Linked DNA regions of Mus musculus: region 2 is linked to region 1. The links are chromatin contacts, called in public HiChIP or PLAC-seq maps. All regions are on one chromosome and are shown on one strand. Each heading gives the region's core, a stretch centred on a gene start, on an enhancer-like site or on the middle of the called end of the contact. The rest is flanking DNA. Distances are from core to core; before and after follow the strand shown.

Evidence for each region. HiChIP or PLAC-seq counts read pairs in DNA pulled down with a chosen protein or histone mark.
Region 2: an H3K27ac HiChIP or PLAC-seq map of the HPC-7 cell line shows a contact between it and region 1, with 5 times the contacts expected there. The contact joins two enhancer-like sites. A contact is called at or near these places in 3 of 15 datasets of contacts at CTCF or cohesin (the NIH/3T3 cell line, large pre-B cells and pro-B cells), 7 of 484 Hi-C or Micro-C datasets (B cells, Sertoli cells, bone marrow-derived macrophages and 4 more), 9 of 115 datasets of contacts at active chromatin or transcription factors (the HPC-7 cell line, bone marrow-derived dendritic cells, bone marrow-derived macrophages and 4 more) and 4 of 9 other capture datasets (adipose tissue, bone marrow-derived macrophages, liver and 1 more).

The regions. Positions count from the first base shown.
Region 1 is chr1:170,951,297-170,956,001 of GRCm38.p6, forward strand. No RefSeq gene overlaps it. Among named protein-coding and RNA genes, the nearest start is that of Gm39701, 8.5 kb to the left of the region's middle. Within about 2 kb of position 2,080, at least 33 of the 459 cell types and tissues checked have an H3K27ac peak or open chromatin away from gene starts, as enhancers often do. A contact at or near this core is called in the HPC-7 cell line, adipose tissue, bone marrow-derived dendritic cells and 2 more, where this site is marked.
Region 2 is chr1:170,995,483-171,000,002 of GRCm38.p6, forward strand. No RefSeq gene overlaps it. Among named protein-coding and RNA genes, the nearest start is that of Gm10522, 14 kb to the left of the region's middle. Within about 2 kb of position 2,864, at least 167 of the 459 cell types and tissues checked have an H3K27ac peak or open chromatin away from gene starts, as enhancers often do. A contact at or near this core is called in the HPC-7 cell line, adipose tissue, bone marrow-derived dendritic cells and 2 more, where this site is marked.

The sequences.
Region 1 (4,705 bases), core at 830-3,329:
TCCAAGATGAGCAGATTCTCAAGTATATCATCAGCTTTGGTTGTTTAAACCTTGCCCCCCAGTTATCCATGATTGGTTAATAGACACCTACAGTCTATAGTTGGGAAGAAAAGAGGTAGGTGAGGCTTCAGTTCCTAGGCTTGTGATCTGGGGTAGGGCCAGCAAGAAGAGGAGAGGGGAGGGGAGGGGAGGGGAGGGGAGGGGAGGGGAGGGGAGGGGAGGGGAGGGGAGGGGAGGGGAGGAGAGGAGAGGAGAGGAGAATAAGAGGGGGAAAAGTTGTCATGGGGTAGGTGGACCACGAGCACAAACAAGGCCATGAGGACTGGCCTGTTGAAGTAGCAGTGGCCCAGGCAGAACATACCAAACGATATCTCACGGTTATTGACAGGGAATAGACAAAATAGCACAGAGGGTTGATATCTGCCCAACTCTAGTGCTTTTAAGGCTTATTATAAATATAAAGGTTTTGTGTCTTTTATGTGGGAACTAAATGATCTAAGGTGGGGTAGAAACCCCAAATAATATTTACAGCAACGGGCTACGGTGTAAGTCTGTGGGGGGAAAATAAAAAGCAAACCGTATAGTTGCTAGAGACTGACGCAACCATGGGGCTATATCACATCACACATCATGTGACCATTCAAACAGGGAAGAAACAAGACCATCCCAAACTAGCAGAAGCCAACAGGGCTTATCAAGACTGCCACAGTGTTATTACTTCACTGTAATTCCATCTCTATTCTGTTAGTCTGGAAGCGTCTCATTCCAATCGTTGAATCTGAAATCCAAAAACCTCAGGTAAGAACAGAGGAGCATGCCTTTAATCCCAGCACTTGGAAGGAAGAGGCAGGTAGATCTCTGGGTTCCAGGCCAGCTAGATCTATGTAGAGTTCCAGGATGGTCAGGGCTGAGCAAATGCTATTCTCAGACAAACTCCAATGCACCCCTTGAGTATCCAATAATCCTATATATACCTTAGCTCACGAATAAGACCTTTCTTCCATTAAAACTTATACATAAAAAAAGCTATGCAAAGCCCTAGCAATCATACTCTTTGAGAAACACATTCACACCTCTCAAGTGTATATTTTTACTCTATAGTAAAGCCTTTGCCAGATTCCTTACTCTTTCCTGTCTCTGGAGTCTTTCCCCAATGGTAATAAGAACCTGGAAACAAGTAGGTAGACCTTTCTTCCCTAACTTCTGCCACCAGCAATAGAATCACTGGCTTCTTCCCTCCAAGACACATAGCCAAGGAAATGAAAAAGCCTGTGATATTCTTCTGATTCGACAGAGCAATTTTACTGGTACTTCTTCTACATTCTAACACAGAGATACCAGCTACGGCATTATTGCCCAGCCAACAAATTCTGAAATAGGTTAACCAAATAAAGTTATGTTCTTTAACATAAATTGGTGGGGTGGGGGGTAGAGAGATGGCTCAACAGTTAGGAATATTGGCTCCTCTTCAGGAAAACTTTGGTTCCATGAACACAGCTGAACAACAGCCCTAGAGATGAAATATCCAAGTTAGTGTTGAAGAGAAACATTGTGTTGAAGAAAAAGAAACAATGAAATACGCCATGCATTTTACCATATGAAAAACAATATTAAGTTTCTCTGCAGTATTCCTTACCCTGCATGGGGGAGAAGCTAAAAATAGACACACATTCAACTAAGAAAATGACAAAAACCAAGCCTTGGTTCTGGAGGAAGACGATTGTTGAAGAAAGGAAATGTAATCAGATGAGTGTCACCGGAATGAGACAGTGATCATCAAACTGTGACAGGCTACATGAGAGCATCTGATGGGAAAGTGGGAAGCCAGTAAGCACATGGAACAAGACCAGCCCCCAAGTTCTGCAGCAGGAAACTAAATGGGTTAGATTAGTACTGCAAAAACCAAAACAAACAAACAAAAAACCCAAAACAAACAAACAAAAAAACCCAAAACAAACAAAGAATAGCAATACAGTATATTACATAAAAATATGGAAGTCAGTTCTCAGAAGACACAGTTGAAGGAGTTGAAGAAAGTTCCACATGGGGTGCAGGACTGAGGGGATGTGGGGAAAGAAGGAAGTCAGACATGTCTTGTGATCTGCCTGCATTGTGATGCAACTCAAACTGAGTGGGAGTACTGCAAAATATCATCTATTTTTCAAATATAAGCATCGTCATCGTCACACATGTACTTACAGATACTCATGCAGAAAAATCAGACAGGCCATGTTTCCTGGCTATTATGTAATTAAAGCAGGCAATCAAAAAGACAGTGCTCAAAACAAGTACAACCCAAGTTTGTAAATAAAGTTTTGGTTAAGAAGGAAATAAAGGAGCTGGAGATAAAACACTTGTTGTGAAGCTGTTGTGAACACTTACTGCTCTTTCAGAAAACCTGAGTTTAGTGCCCAGCATTCACATGGCAACTCACAATCCCATGTATCTCCAGCTCCAGCCTCTGTGGGTATAGCATGTGTACACACACACACACACACACACACACACACACACACACACACACACACAGTCTTGATTTCTTTGCTGTGATAATATACCATAACTAAACACAACTTGGAAAGGAAAAGGGTCGTTACAGCTTCATGTAATGAAGAGAGGTGGGGGCAGGAACTTAAGGCAGAAACCATAGAGGAGTCCTTTTTAATGTTTGCTCCCCTTGCGTTGCTCAGCCTGCTTTAAACAGTCCAGGACCATCTGCCTAGTGGTGGCACTGCCCACAGTGTGCTAGACCCTCCCATACCAATCAGTCAGCAGCAAGAAAATGCCTTTAGGCAGGCTGATGGAAGCAGTTACTCAGCTCCCTCTTCTCATACGATCCTGGCTTGTGTCGTGGTGACATAAATAAATACATAAATAAATAAATATTAATAAATAAAATAAAATAAAGCCTAAAAAAGGAAGAAAATAAAGCTAAAATTATAAACTATTCAGAAAGAACATAGACAGACATGCATATTTAAGTCAAATGCTTATGGCCAAAACATCAATACAGGAGAAGTTACAGCCTTTTATTAATTTGTTTGAAAACAAGAAATTTAGAAATAAGTAATATATCACATAAATGTAAATAAAGTAGAAAATATCATGCTTGAAACCAAGCAAAAGGCAAAATACTTGATTAATAAGTCAAAGTTGCCGGGCAGTGGTGGCACACGCCTTTAATCCCAGCACTTGGGAGGCAGAGGCAGGTGGATTTCTGAGTTCGAGGCCAGCCTGGTCTACAGAGTGAGTTCCAGGACAGCCAGGGCTATACAGAGAAACCCTGTCTCAAAAAAAAAAAAAAAAAAAAAAAGTCAAAGTTATCACAAGTCAGAAAAAAAGAAAGCAAAACAAATCAACCAGGTAAACCTTTATCGAGGCATCCAGGAGGGACAAAGACACAGCGGTTAGGTTTCAGTCTCAACAGTCACTCTTCTTTGACGGGATTAAGCTAGGTATGTGATGGTCATCTTGGTCTCCTTTTAAATCAGGGCTTTAAGAATGGTCTATCCTCACTGAAACTTATAGAGGAGAAAGTGGGGGAAAGCCTCGAAGATATGGGCACAGAGAAAAAAATCCTGAACAGAACAGCAATGGCTTGTGCTGTAAGATCAAGAATTGACAAATGGGACCTCATAAAATTGCAAAGCTTCTATAAGACAAAAGACACTGTCAATAAGACAAAAAGGCCACCACAGATTGGGAAAGGATCTTTACCAATCCTAAATTAGAAAGGGGATGAATATCTAATATATATAAAGAACGTAAAAAGATGGACTCCAGAAAAATCAAATAACCCATTAAGAAATGGGGTACAGAGCTAAACAAAGAATTCTCAACTGAGGAATACCGAATGGCTGAGAAGTACTTGAAAAAAAAGTTCAATATCTTTAATCATCAGGGAAATGCAAATCAAAACAACCCTAAGATTCTACCTCACACCAGTCAGAATGGCTAAGATCAAAAATTCAGGTGACAGCAGATGCTGGTGAGGATGAGGAGAAAGAGGAACACTCTTCCATTGTTGGTGGGATTGCAAGCTGGTACAACCACTCTGGAAATCAGTCTGGCGGTTCCTCAGAAAATTGGATATAGTACTACCGGAAGATCCAGCAATACCTCTCCTGGGCATATGCCCAGAAGAAGTTCCAACTTATAATAAGGACACATGTTCCACTATGTTCATAGCAGCCTTATTTATAATAGCCAGGAGCTGGAAAGAATCCAGATGTCCATCAACAGACAAATGGATACAGAAAATGTGGTACATTTACACAATGGCGTACTACTTAGCTATTAAAAACAATGAATTTATGAAATTCTTGGGCAAATGGATGGATCTGAAGGATATCATCCTGAGTGAGATAACCCAATCACAAAAGAACACACATGATATGCACTCACTGATAAGCAGATATTAACCCAGAAATTTAGACTACCCAAGATATAATTTGCAAAACACATGAAACTCAAGAAGAAGGAAGACCAAAGTGTGGATACTTCGTTCCTTCTTAGAATGGGGAACAAAATACCCATGGAAGGAGTTACAGAGACAAAGTTCAGAGCTGAGACGGAAGGAAGGACCATCCAGAGACTGCCCCACCCGGGGATCCATCCCATATACAACCATCAAACCCAGACACTATTGCATATGCCAGCAAGATCTTGCTGACAGGACCCTGATATAGCTATCTCTTGTGAGGCT
Region 2 (4,520 bases), core at 1,614-4,113, 45 kb after region 1:
GAGTATGTGTTATAGAATCATCTTTCCCAGCTTCCAGTCCATTTTCTCAAAGCACTATTCATCTCAAGCCCATGTATCCAGTTCTAGAAAAGACTTCTACAGACAGCCAGATATTCCTGACCAAGCCACTGGCATGATCAATAGATAGCCCCTGCCCACCCCAACACACACACACACACACACACACACACACACACACACACACACACCAGATTCTAAATACCCACACCTCTCCCTTAAATTCACCCCAGCCAAACTTCTTTCCATTGTCTTCCCACATAGAAGAATGGCACCTCCTGAGCCAGAAACCCAGATGTCATATGTGATGGTTTGTATATGCTCAGCCACTATTAGAGTACCACTATTAGAAGATGTGGCCCTGTTGGAGTAGTTGTGTCACTGTGGCTGTGGATATAAGACCCTCATCCTTTCTGCCTGCAAGCCAGTATTCTGCTAGCAGCCTTCAGGTGAAGATATACAACTCTCAGCTCTGCCTACACCATGTCTGCCTGGATGCTGCCACGCCCTCACCTTGATGATAATGGACTGAACCTCTGAACCTGTAAGCCAGCCCCAATTAAATATTGTCTTTGACAAGATTTGTATTGGTCATGGTGTTTGTTCACAGCAGAAAATCTCTAACTAAGACATCATGGTTGGGTCTCTCTTTCAAAACTCACATCCAACTTTTGGCAGTTTTTCTTGCTAAACATCCTAATCTTACTTACACCATTTCCCCCTTAGTCTTAATCGCCTTCATCTGCAACCAGAGCCGTTGCAACAACCTCACTTGTCTTTCCCTCAGTCTTACTTCTCAACCTGTCTGTTACCAGAATAGTCTTCTTAAATCCCAAGTACACTCTGCTGTTTAAAATGATGAGTGGTACCCCGTGACCTCAGGGTAAAGCCCAAACTCATCATGGCCTGTAAGGCACACAATGGTGATGTGCAAACACCTTTTATAGTCTACCTGCATCTCACTATGCTGCACTCCTCGCTCTCAAAAATGCAACGAATTTAATGGACAGAGGTCCATTTTATCTTATTTTAACATTCTGCCTATAAGATGCCTGTTCTGCCTTCCTAAAGCTAATGGGTTCAAGAAAGTTTAGCCATTTGCATTGTTTCAAGGAACATGGGAAGACCTTAATAGAAATGGAGGCTTTCCCATCTCAGGTGTCTGGGTTCTTTGTCTCTGTAAACCCAAAGCATAAATTTCATAGGCAACAAGAGGAGGGTGTGTGTATAATGTTTATTATAAGTTATTTGTAAGTTCAAGAGATTGGAGGCAAGCAGAGCTCACGTATAGCAAGAGTATGTCCCAGGTGAAGGATTACCACCAATGATCACTGTCTAGGGATTAATAAAGCTTTTCAAGGTTGAGGCATAGGAGTGAGCTGGTCTGCTGGTCTGCTTTCCAAGGGCTGGACTCTGGCAGGCTTCCTTCCCCCAGAGCTTGGCAGCAGTGAACAGTGCCCTCTAGTGTCCTTATGCAGGCCTCTGAAATTGGTACCCTAACATGGTGTCTTAGTCAGGATTTCTATTCCTGCACAAACATCATGACCAAGAAGCAAGTTGGGAAGGAAAGGGTTTATTCCGCTTACACTTCCTCGTTGCTCTTCATCACCAAAGGAAGTCAGGACTGGAACTCAAGCAGGTCAGAAAGCAGGAGCTGATGCAGAGACCATGGAGGGATGTTACTGGCTTGCTTCCCCTGGCTTGCTCAACTTGCTTTCTTATAGAACCCAGGACTACCAGCCCAGGGATGGCACCACTCACAATGGCCCCTCCCACCCTTGATCACTAATTGAGAAAATGCCTTACAGCTGAATCTCATAGAGGCATTCCCTCAACTGTGGCTCCTTTCTCTGTGATAACTCCAGCTTGTGTCAAGTTGACACACAAAACACATGCCAGTACACACAGCATGATTCTTTTGTGCTTCTGGAAAATAGAGAGTATAACTATGCATAGTTTTTAGTTAGTTCTACATTTTCCTGTCCTTCAATCTTGGCAGAAGCCTGAGTTTTAGCCTTTATGGTCATCTAGAATTAAGGATTCCTTAGTGCTTAGTACTGGCCAACATTATAGCCCTCAGCCTGAGGTCTGGAAACCCAGTCCCTCTAGACTCTGCTGCATTAAGTAGAGTCTTTGAGTTCTGGAAGAGAGCATCACTAGGTGGCTTCCTACAGCAAAATGACAGAAAACAGAAAACAGCTTACATAGACCCCCCCCCAAAAAAATGGCTTTACCATGTGGCATACCAAGTTTCTTAAACATGTAACTATAAATTATAGATAACGTGTAATAATATTGTTGCTGGTGGTGAAACCTTTACCCAGTGTTTCTAGTCTCTCGTCATCATCAGAAAACCTTTTTCTTTTAATGAGGCAAAGTAAGGAATTAGGAGGAAGTTGATTTCAGAACGAAAGTGCACACTCAGGCAGTGGGTGAGGCCCCCAGAAATGGTCACACTGCGCAGAACTTTGGGCAACATTTTTAGGGCAATCTTTAATGCAGGGAAAGAGTATCCATGAGTTAAGGCAGAGAAAAAAATCAGGGAACCACAGGGATGGGCTGGGATCCCTTTCGTTTCCCCGACAGGGCTACTATCCATTTTTGTCTTTATATGGAGATTTCAGATATGACATAGCAACAGATGCATGAAGGGAAAAGGGCATTTTACAAGGCTAATCATATAGAGACGTCATTCTGATGAGGTAAATGACAGTTGCCATCTCTGCTGGGCCCCAGTCAGTTTTGGGTGGTCTTGCTTTTCCTGTTTAAGGAACGTACCTCTCCATGACTGCAATCTGCTGTTGCAGCAGTCTCTAGCCTACCACAGTGCCCGCAACAGTGCAGACACTTCCTTCTCTTTGCCTCGCTCTCTTCAACACGTCAGCCACTTTTCTTTTCTTGTGAAAGCATGCTGAAGCTGACCGCAGCAGCTCCGGGCAGCGTGCGGTGCAATAGCACCATGTCCAAAGACTGACAGAGAACTGGCCAATCCTTGTACCTCAGGATCCAGCAGAGTGGGATTTGTTGGCCCCAGCCATGTTCACGTGATCAGCGCGATGCCTGGCAAGAGAGTGGAATCCTATGACTGCCTCAGAGCGACGGTTCTCAAAATCAGCCTCCGCATTGCTTAGAAACTTGCTGGAGATGCAAATTCTCAGGCCCTACCAAACTTAGAAACTTTGAAAGAGACCCAGCTCTCCAGATGACTCTGCTAGAGCGCAACTTGGAGAATTTCTGGCTTAAGCTAACTGAAAATGATTTCCTGGTGCCAGGAAAGCTTGAGTCTCCCCTAAATCTCGTGATCACCACATACTGAGAAAGATCGTGTTTTGTTACAGTAGTAAGTCAGGGAATTAGAACTGACTGAAGGGGGCAGTTCTTAGATGGGCTTCCATGATTCAGTCTGAGTGGTCCAACAAATGGCTGTTTTTACAATGGAAAGGCTTTGAACTAATAGTTCAGTCCACAAGACTAGGAACCTCCCCGGTGCCAGCCTGGTGCTGAAGGCCAGGAATCTTGCTAGTGAGCCACTTGTCTTCAGCCCACAGTGAAAGGCAGAAGAAACTAGGCTCTCATGTCAGTGAATGACGGAGGTGGGTGTCAGCTATGCAGCAACAGGGTAGGTGAATTTGAAAGCGAGGCGTATTGTAAAAAGGGGGTCTTGTGTTTTGTTTTAGTTTTTTCTTTTAATGTCTGCTTCTCTTTCTTTCTTAAAGATTTTTATTTAGAAGTTGTATCTTGGGTATTCTAGGTTTCTGGGCTAATATCCACTTATCAGTGAGTGCATATCAAGTGACTTCTTTTGTGATTGGGTTACCTCCCTCAGGATGATATCCTCCAGATCCATCCATTTGCCCAAGAATTTCATAAATTCATTCTTTTTAATAGCTGAGTAGTACTCCATTGTGTAAATGTACCACATTTTCTGTATCCATTCCTCTGTTGAGGAACATCTGGGTTCTTTCCAGCTCGTGGCTATTATAAATAAGACTGCTATAAACATAGTGGAACATGTGTCCTTATTACAAGTTGGAACATCTTCTGGGTATATGCCCAGGAGAGGTATTGCTGAATCTTCCAGTAATTCTATGTCCAGTTTTCTGAGGAGTCACCAGACTGATTTCCAGAGTGGTTGTACCAGCTTGCAATCCCACCAGCAATGGAGGAGTGTCATTGGTAAAAGAGGCCCCTTGGTCTAGCAAACTTTATATGCCCCAGTACAGGGGAATGCCAGGACCAAGAAGTGGGAGTGAGTGGGTAGGGGAGCAGGGCGGGGGGGAGAGTATAGGGGACATTTGGGATAGTGTTTGAAATGTAAATGAAGAAAATATCTAAGAAAAAAAGAAAAAATATTTTTATTTATTTTATAATAAATAAATGCCACCACAAGACAGCATCAGAACCCATCACAGATGGTTGTGAGCTACCATGTGATTGCTGGGATTTGAACTCAGGACCTCCAGAAGAACAGTCAATGCTCTTAACCACTGAGCCATCTCTCC